Regions from separate parts of the Hordeum vulgare genome. Here region 2 is linked to region 1. Evidence: chromatin contacts called from public Hi-C data. All regions are on one chromosome and are shown on one strand. The core of a region is the stretch at or near the end of the contact, and the rest is flanking DNA. Distances in the headings are between cores, read along the strand shown.

What was found. A called contact is a pair of places that touch in the nucleus more often than the background predicts.
Region 2: a contact with region 1 is called in a Hi-C map of leaf, with 3 times the contacts expected there. The contact joins two enhancer-like sites. A contact is called at or near these places in 4 of 6 Hi-C or Micro-C datasets (leaf and seedling).

The regions. Positions count from the first base shown.
Region 1 is chr4H:452,713,027-452,716,595 of MorexV3_pseudomolecules_assembly, forward strand. No RefSeq gene overlaps it. Among protein-coding and RNA genes, the nearest start is that of LOC123448920, 17 kb to the left of the region's middle. Within about 2 kb of position 2,220, at least 3 of the 3 cell types and tissues checked have open chromatin away from gene starts, as enhancers often do. A contact at or near this core is called in leaf, where this site is marked.
Region 2 is chr4H:452,925,878-452,929,924 of MorexV3_pseudomolecules_assembly, forward strand. No RefSeq gene overlaps it. Among protein-coding and RNA genes, the nearest start is that of LOC123448922, 100 kb to the right of the region's middle. Within about 2 kb of position 2,429, at least 1 of the 3 cell types and tissues checked has open chromatin away from gene starts, as enhancers often do. A contact at or near this core is called in leaf, where this site is marked.

The DNA.
Region 1 (3,569 bases), core at 970-3,469:
TCATGCCATGCAAAGTCTCATGCAAGGCCATGGATGCGGCATCACGTATGTCATCCACCTTGGAGTTGGTCTTGCCCCTCGGCCTCTTCAACGCCTCGCCATCTCCACCTCCGACGAACTTGGCCGTCTTCTTGCCTCTCCTCCTTTGAAGTTCACGATATTGATCCTTGAACTTAGGGCAATCGTTGATGATCGTCCAACCATGCGTAAGCGTGAATGGCTTGTCGTTGTGACGGACCTTGAATGCTTCCAAAGATTGAAATGCCTACACCACATGATCAACAAAAATTTGAACATGCAAACATATACAAGGCCGAAGCAAGGAAAGGACTAGGATGAGGAGAGCATACCATGTCCCAATGCCGAGGCCACTCACGGGTCGTGCTTCAATGCTATCCAATGCGGCACAATACTTGTTGCATTCTTGTTGGATGAACAACCACCTCTTTTGAATCGAGGTGATGCCACGGTCGCTTGTGAATTGATAGGGCTAAAACATCTTCCTTTCATGGAAAGTTTTGTGGACTCTCGTCCAAAAAACTAGGCCCTTTTGTTGCGCGCCCGTCCTCGGATCTTGGCTAATCTCCATCCAAGAGTTGCAAATCAGCTTGTCCTCATCTTGGGTGTATGAATCCGTGCGAATGCTCTTCTTCTTCTTTTGTGCTTCCGCTCTTTGGGTGAGCTCGTCGATGAACAATGGCTCACCACTAATATCAATGTCATTGACTTCATCTTCATCACCATCACCTTCGCAATAGATGCCGTCGTCTCCATGCCATGAGTCACCATGGTCGTAGTCAGCACGGTCGTCGGCCTCTTCATCGGCAACGAACTGGGCGCGGCCATCCTGACTTTGGGTCTCGTCGGGATCGTAGGCAGGGACATGCCCACCGTTGTAGATCACGTCCTCCATGAACTGGTCATAGGTGTCGTCGACCGGTGTCATTGGTGTTGCCATTTCATCGAACAGGACGCGGGGGATGACATGGTGCCCGCAAACGGCGGTCGTGCTTGCTTTCTTTGCATCTCGACGGACACCTAGCCGCCGCTGCTGGACCCAGGTGCGACGTTGAGGTCGATGCAGGCCGAGGGGCGTGGGGTGGAAGGCGTGATCACGCTCACGTCCGGTGACCCCGAGAAACGGGTGTGGGCGTCGTGACTTGGCGGGGGGTAGCCGGGCGACACAGCCGTAGTCCGCGACGTCGGCGACTGGCAGTGCGGAGACTGGGCGACCGACGAGCCTGCGCTCGCGGGGCCGACGGCCGCTGTAGAGAAACCGGCCCGGACGACAAATGCCAAGCATGAGGAGGGCGTGCGCTTTGTTGACGATGGCCTCCTTCTCCTCGACCTCGATCTTGCGCTACGCGACCTCCATCGCATCGCGCGCGGCGGCGTTATCTTTCACGGCCGCCCTCCGGTTCCTCCTCTTCGTCGATTCCGCGCCCAATTTGGCGATCTCCTCCAGCGTGCACTCCGCCCGCGGCTTCCTTGGTGCGTTGGCCTTCTTCTTCTTGGCCATTTCGGGTTGGTCGACGGCCGGACCGCCGGAATTCGGGTGGGCGTCGGTCATGGACGGGGGAGAGAGAGGGAGACAGCGGGAAGTGGGAGGGTTTGGTGGGAAATGGCGCCAAAAGGGACGTGGGTGGATTTTACTTTGTGCCACCGACTCGCGGGCCAGGGGCGGACGAGCGTGCATCCCGCCCGTCCGCGCGCTGCCCGTTTCACCCCAAAATCGGTATAAAGTTGGGCCGGGGATGGATAAAAAACGGACAAACGTCCGTTTGCTCCCGTGCGCTGGGTCGTTTGTTTTGTCCGTTTTACTTCAAACGGATACGCGCGGACAAAATGGGATCGCGCGGTGAAGTTGGCCTTACCTGTAGCCGGAAGGGGGACGGAGGAGAGAGAAAGGCCGAGGCAGTTTCGTGGGGACTCTGAAATCTTGAGTTGGTGGCTAATTATTCGACTCGAGTAAAATCGTCCGGCTTTCCATGATTGGGTTTTAGTTTATGGTCTAGGGTCAGAAGGTTTTCTTGTCTCAAATAATACAGGCCAAATGAGACCGGCAACCTTCTGCCGTATATCTCTGTTGTCGTCGTCGGTGGGTCAGGTGTGTGGAGGGCCATGTATTGTATATCTCGCCGCGCGCGTCACCGGCTGCGACTGACGGCGACGTTTTGATGCAGGTGCAATGCGTGCTTGATGCCTTGATGGGTGACAGACTGCCAAGATCGTGTGTGGCAATCGTGTATGTATGTCTGTGGTGTGGTGTGGTGTGGTGTGGTGTGGTTAATCGTGTATATGCGTTCTTTAAGTAAAGAGCAACTCCATGGTCTGTTGGTCCACGTACGTAACTGGTGGAATTGTGTAGCACACCGCGCGTCATGGGAATTGACGACGTCAAGATGTCGTCTCGTTTGCCTCGTGGGAATCGGTGTTTTGACCGCCTACTGGAATTCAGTAAAGAAAAAAAAACGACCGTCTGCAGGTAAGCTGCATGAGAAAAAGGCAAAAGTAACAAACATGGGTTCATATTGATGTCGACCGGTTGGATTGTTTCTCGGAGAGAGTCGACGAATTAGGTGCTTATTTCCAAAGCATGAAACCCACCACTACCGGAATAAGGGTTGACTCCGACGGCCTATCCTCGGCATACATGGACGTATGACGCCCCCGAAGAAATGTCGATGTACATAAACCGTCGGCGTACCTTCCTCTATGCCTACGATGGTTGTTGGCGTATGTTGGGCCGTCGGCATAGCTACGGTTACGCATATGGTGACCGTCGGCATAGCTACGGCTACGCATACGGTGGTCGTCGGCATAGATGCGGACACGACCCTCAACGGTTCAATGCCATATCGACGCCGTCACGCGTATGCCCATGGCCCTAACGGACCCGACGTTGTAGATGTTTTTGTCCACATCATCAATCCGCGGGGGTGCCACATCATCGATCCGCGTCGTTCCCTGATCCGGGTCGTATCTATGACGATGGCCTAGCCGTCGGCGTAGCTTGTTCCGTCGACGTCATCAATCTGCGGCATGTTCCACACCATCGACCATCGATCCACGGCATCCGACCATATCTATGCGGCATCTCCTTTTTTTGCATGGAATCATGAGCTTTACTTAAATGAAGGGGTTCGCTGGATAGTCAGCTAGAAGGCTGCTGATCAGGAAGCTAGGAGTTAATCTTGATCTGAGCTGGTTCTGTAGGGCGTCAACCATGACCTGGAAGAACGGTCGCATGTTGCAAGGGGATATCAAGCAAGGCTAGCAACTCTCGAGTGAGCCTCACCGAGATGGTCGGGTCCAGTTTATCTCCATCATGCGTCAACCGATTGTGGGAAGTCCAAATGGACCACATCACAGAGATGATCGTTGATAGTTCTCTTGTTGAGAATCTTGGGTCACATAAAATATCAGAGGCCCAAGTTGATGGATGAAGCCGCGGGAGTATGATGTCCAGAAGCTGGCGTGCTTCCTCCCAAAAACCTCGAGCGTGTGAGGAGTGAATGAGGGCGTGTTGTAAGTCTTCATGACAGAGCTTACATAAGCTTGCATCTCGA
Region 2 (4,047 bases), core at 1,179-3,678, 210 kb after region 1:
AATTTGCACCTAGTGGATTCTAGTATTGGAACCCATGGGAAGAGTGAATAATGTGCTTATTATTGAAAACAAATATTATGTTTCCGTAGACATTACTCGGCTTAATACTGAATGTAATCCATCTTGTCTAATTATACTTGGGAGACCATTTTTCTGAACTATAAGTGCCATTATTGACATGAAGGGGGTAGCATACAGTTCCAATCTCCTCTAAAGAAAGGTATGGAACATTTCCCTAGAAATAATATTAAACCTTTTTATGAATCAATCATGATAGGTACATATGGTATATCTTTAAATGATAATAATGATAGATTGCATTATGCCAAGCTAAGGGTATTAAGCGATAGCGCTTATTGAGAGGCAACCCAATAGTTATCTTTATTTCAACCTTTCCATTTTTGGGGTCAACATGATTATTTCCTTTGCATTGTGTTTGTATCTTCTATTTTGCTTTTCTTCCAAGTTAAACCATTGGGATATTCAAAATTGTTGGTTTACTAGGTTCTTTTTGGAAGCAAAAAACTTTGCGTCCAGTGATTGAATTGTTACTGTTATTGGAACATGATCAATTGCTGAAAATTTTATATGGTATTGAATTATAATTTTTATACAGTGTCTGAATTTTTTAGAATATTTGGAGTTATATAAGTATGACAAGAAACTAAATCTTTACATGATGTTCTATTATGACATATTTTGTTTTGTTTTTATTAAGGCCCTGTTTGGAACCACCCAGATTATATAATCTAGTTTTTATGATCTATTATGTCTTCAAACAGGACAGATTATGATGTAGATTATAAAAACTAGATGAACAGATTATTAAAAACTCATAGTCTACTCTACACCAGCTAAAATCAGATTATGGATTGCTAATGACCCATTATCCTTGTAAAGTTGGAGATAATTACATTCCTACCACCGCCACCCTTCTTTTTTAAAAAAAACTGAGGGCAGACAGGTCATTATGCAATGTAAAACCTGAATCACAGTTTATATAATCTCGCCTCCAAACATGTCCACCTAGATTATTTTCATAAACCAGATTATATAATCTATCTTCATAATTCAGATTATCATAATCTATTGGGGTTCCAAACAGGGCCTAAGCTTAGGATATGGTGTTCACATGTACCACATTCTTGATACCAGTACCCCATCAGTCCACAATGGCCACAGGAAATTGGCAGCTTCTCGTATTAAACTTGGTAATACTCAGTTTCATCATTTTCGTGATCAACACATACCTGGCCAGCATTTGTTTACATTCATTTTTCTATTTTCATTTTAGAAAAGAAGGATAACCTCCGATCTCTGCATCAGCACGATGCATACAACCCCTTTATTGAAGATAATTAAATGAATCTTGGTTCAACATAGTCACTAGAAAATCCCGTTGGTAATGTGGTCTGGACTTCGAAGACTTTACCTGTCTTACGGCACATCCCTTTGATAGCATTTGGGATCAAAAAATTATCGGGTAACCCAAGAAGCCCACAAAGTAATCAAGAACAATTGTTCTTGAGTTCGTAAATCCATCATACTCCTCCATGAGCAATCCCTAGTTCTGAAACAGTCACGGCCCCATATTCATCGATTCTCATGCATATATCTTTCTCGAGTGTACATCACTCGTCGGGTTTCAAGCAGAACCCATATCAGAACAGAGAGCAGAAGGGCTAAACCTTTTGTTAGTATGTACCTTGACAATTGCTAGCCACTTCGCTTTCACCACTTCGTCCTTTAATTCATCCTCCCAAAAGAACTTCTCTTCCACAGAATTGCAGGCGACTTGACAGATCATTGACCCTTTCATTAGCATGGTCAAGTCTATCGGGTTCCCCTGGCATCGCCATCGAGACCTCCTTCTTACAGAAACCCTTAGGTTCCTGAAAGAAAACAGCAACGCCCACGTTCTTCCGTCGGCCAGCACGGGGTGCAAGCACCTTGTCAACGAAAAGGTTGAGAGAGAGTACATCAAAACTCTCCCCAAGCAGCACCGTCGGAGGAACCTAAAACCCTAGTTGCGAGACTAAGGGGAATACTTATCATTGTGACCAGACTTGCCAATAGCTATAAGTGGCCATACCGTACATGTTTACAAGGGATCCGATCGTATATCAAGTCCCAACAAAGATTGATGTTAAGGCACGGGATGGTCCTGTGACCTCCTCTTACTTGCCCAAATCAGGCACGTGGGCAACAGAGACGTTTCAGTGTTCTGCTCCTATCAATTCCAGCTTTTGTTTCCCTTTCCCATATAATAATTGTTTTCTTTATCGCTTCGATTCTCTCGTCGCCATCTGACGAAAAAAAATGTTTTTTCCTCCATATATTCGAAATAATCGTTGCAATTTGAGTGGTGAGGAATCGCTTTGACAACACTAACATCGATCCAATTGGATGTGTAAATCACAGCTGGTCCATGCTCTCGAGTGCAAAGCTGGCCATTGGCTTAGCACCACCCTTCTGATTTCGATCAAATTAATCGCGCTGGTACATGTTGTTCATATGGTGGTGACGTGATCTCTTCCTTTTATCCGGTTCTGCAACGTGTTGGGCATATAGTGCAGTGCTCGATCGATCACTTGGATTGTGCCGCAGCTTTCACCGCGACTATGATCAGGTCTATTCGTATGGGTTCCGATGCACGCGTACAAACTCTGTTTCTGGCTAATCAGCAAATGGCTCTTCTTTTCAGCAAACAAAAATAGCATTAGCAGCCATGCGATGGAAACCCAAGATAGATCGTCCTACTTGTCGGCATTTTTTTTAAAGAAAATATACCGCCAAATTTAATACTGCCCCCAAAAATATATACTGCCAATATCTATGACCACAACAGGTCATTGTTGTAGCGGACTAAGAGAGTGATCGTTAGTAACTTATTTATCTTAACATGCAAGTAGTTTCTCCGTACGGTTTAGAAGGCACAGTTAAATTTACGTGCGTTTCTAAAATAGACAAGGTTTAAGACGCGAAAGCAATTACTCTTATTAATTAGTACTAGTACTACTCATGCATGCGCCCTCTTAATTTGCTGCTCACGCGTTAGTACTAGTATTTTTTCAGTTGATTAGGCGCATTAGCATCTACACCTACTACATCTCACAATCAATCGGTGACTACCTTGGTCCCAGAGATTTTTCAAGTGTGTCTTCTAAACCGTGACGGGGGAGTATAGCATAACATCATATAATTATGAAGATGATAAGGCTCACCTCACGATGCAACCATGCATGAGAAAAGACTCACCATCGCATACAATCATGCATGGAAACATATTTTCATTCTATTGTTCTACTTATATATTCAATAAATAGTTACAACCATACATAATCAAATCTAATAAGTCCTTGGTATTTTTAATTATGTTCCCATGACATTAATTTGAATACTTATAATTCAAACTATCGAATCTCACTGAAATAAATTGCAACCAATTACAATAGCAATGCATTGGGTATCATCTAGTTCGGGGGTTCCACATGTATCAGATTTAACTGAGAGGTGTCTGACATGCAGCGTCGTTTTGGTAAAAATTGGCCGCCTCACCCTATAAACCAGTTTAATACGAGAAAATTAAATAGAAAATTTCTTGTTAGCTTAGCAAATACTCCCTCCTTCTTGGTTTATAGGGCTCAAATCTGAAATCTGATTAACCAAGGTACACTGTGAGTGGATGACATGAGATTTGTGGATACAAAATTGTCCAATGAAATACTTCCCACTTATGCAACTTTCGGGGCAAAAAGTGCAACACCCTCCCTCTCACGGGACTAGCATGGTGCACATAGAATAGCATGCATGCATGAGCACTTATTCTCTCATTTTCATTAAATGTGGCGTGAGACTCAAAGTTTTTAAATTCAATTGCACGTAAAATGAGCTTTAATGGAAATCTATTTTTTTAAAGAGCTCTATAAACCGGAAAGAAGGAAGTAATCTAGATAGTTGTGTATGTACTTTACCAAAAACTTTAGCATTTCGTGAACTTTATTATGCCCTCTTCTGTGTAGCAGAAACCACAAACTTGTTTTACAA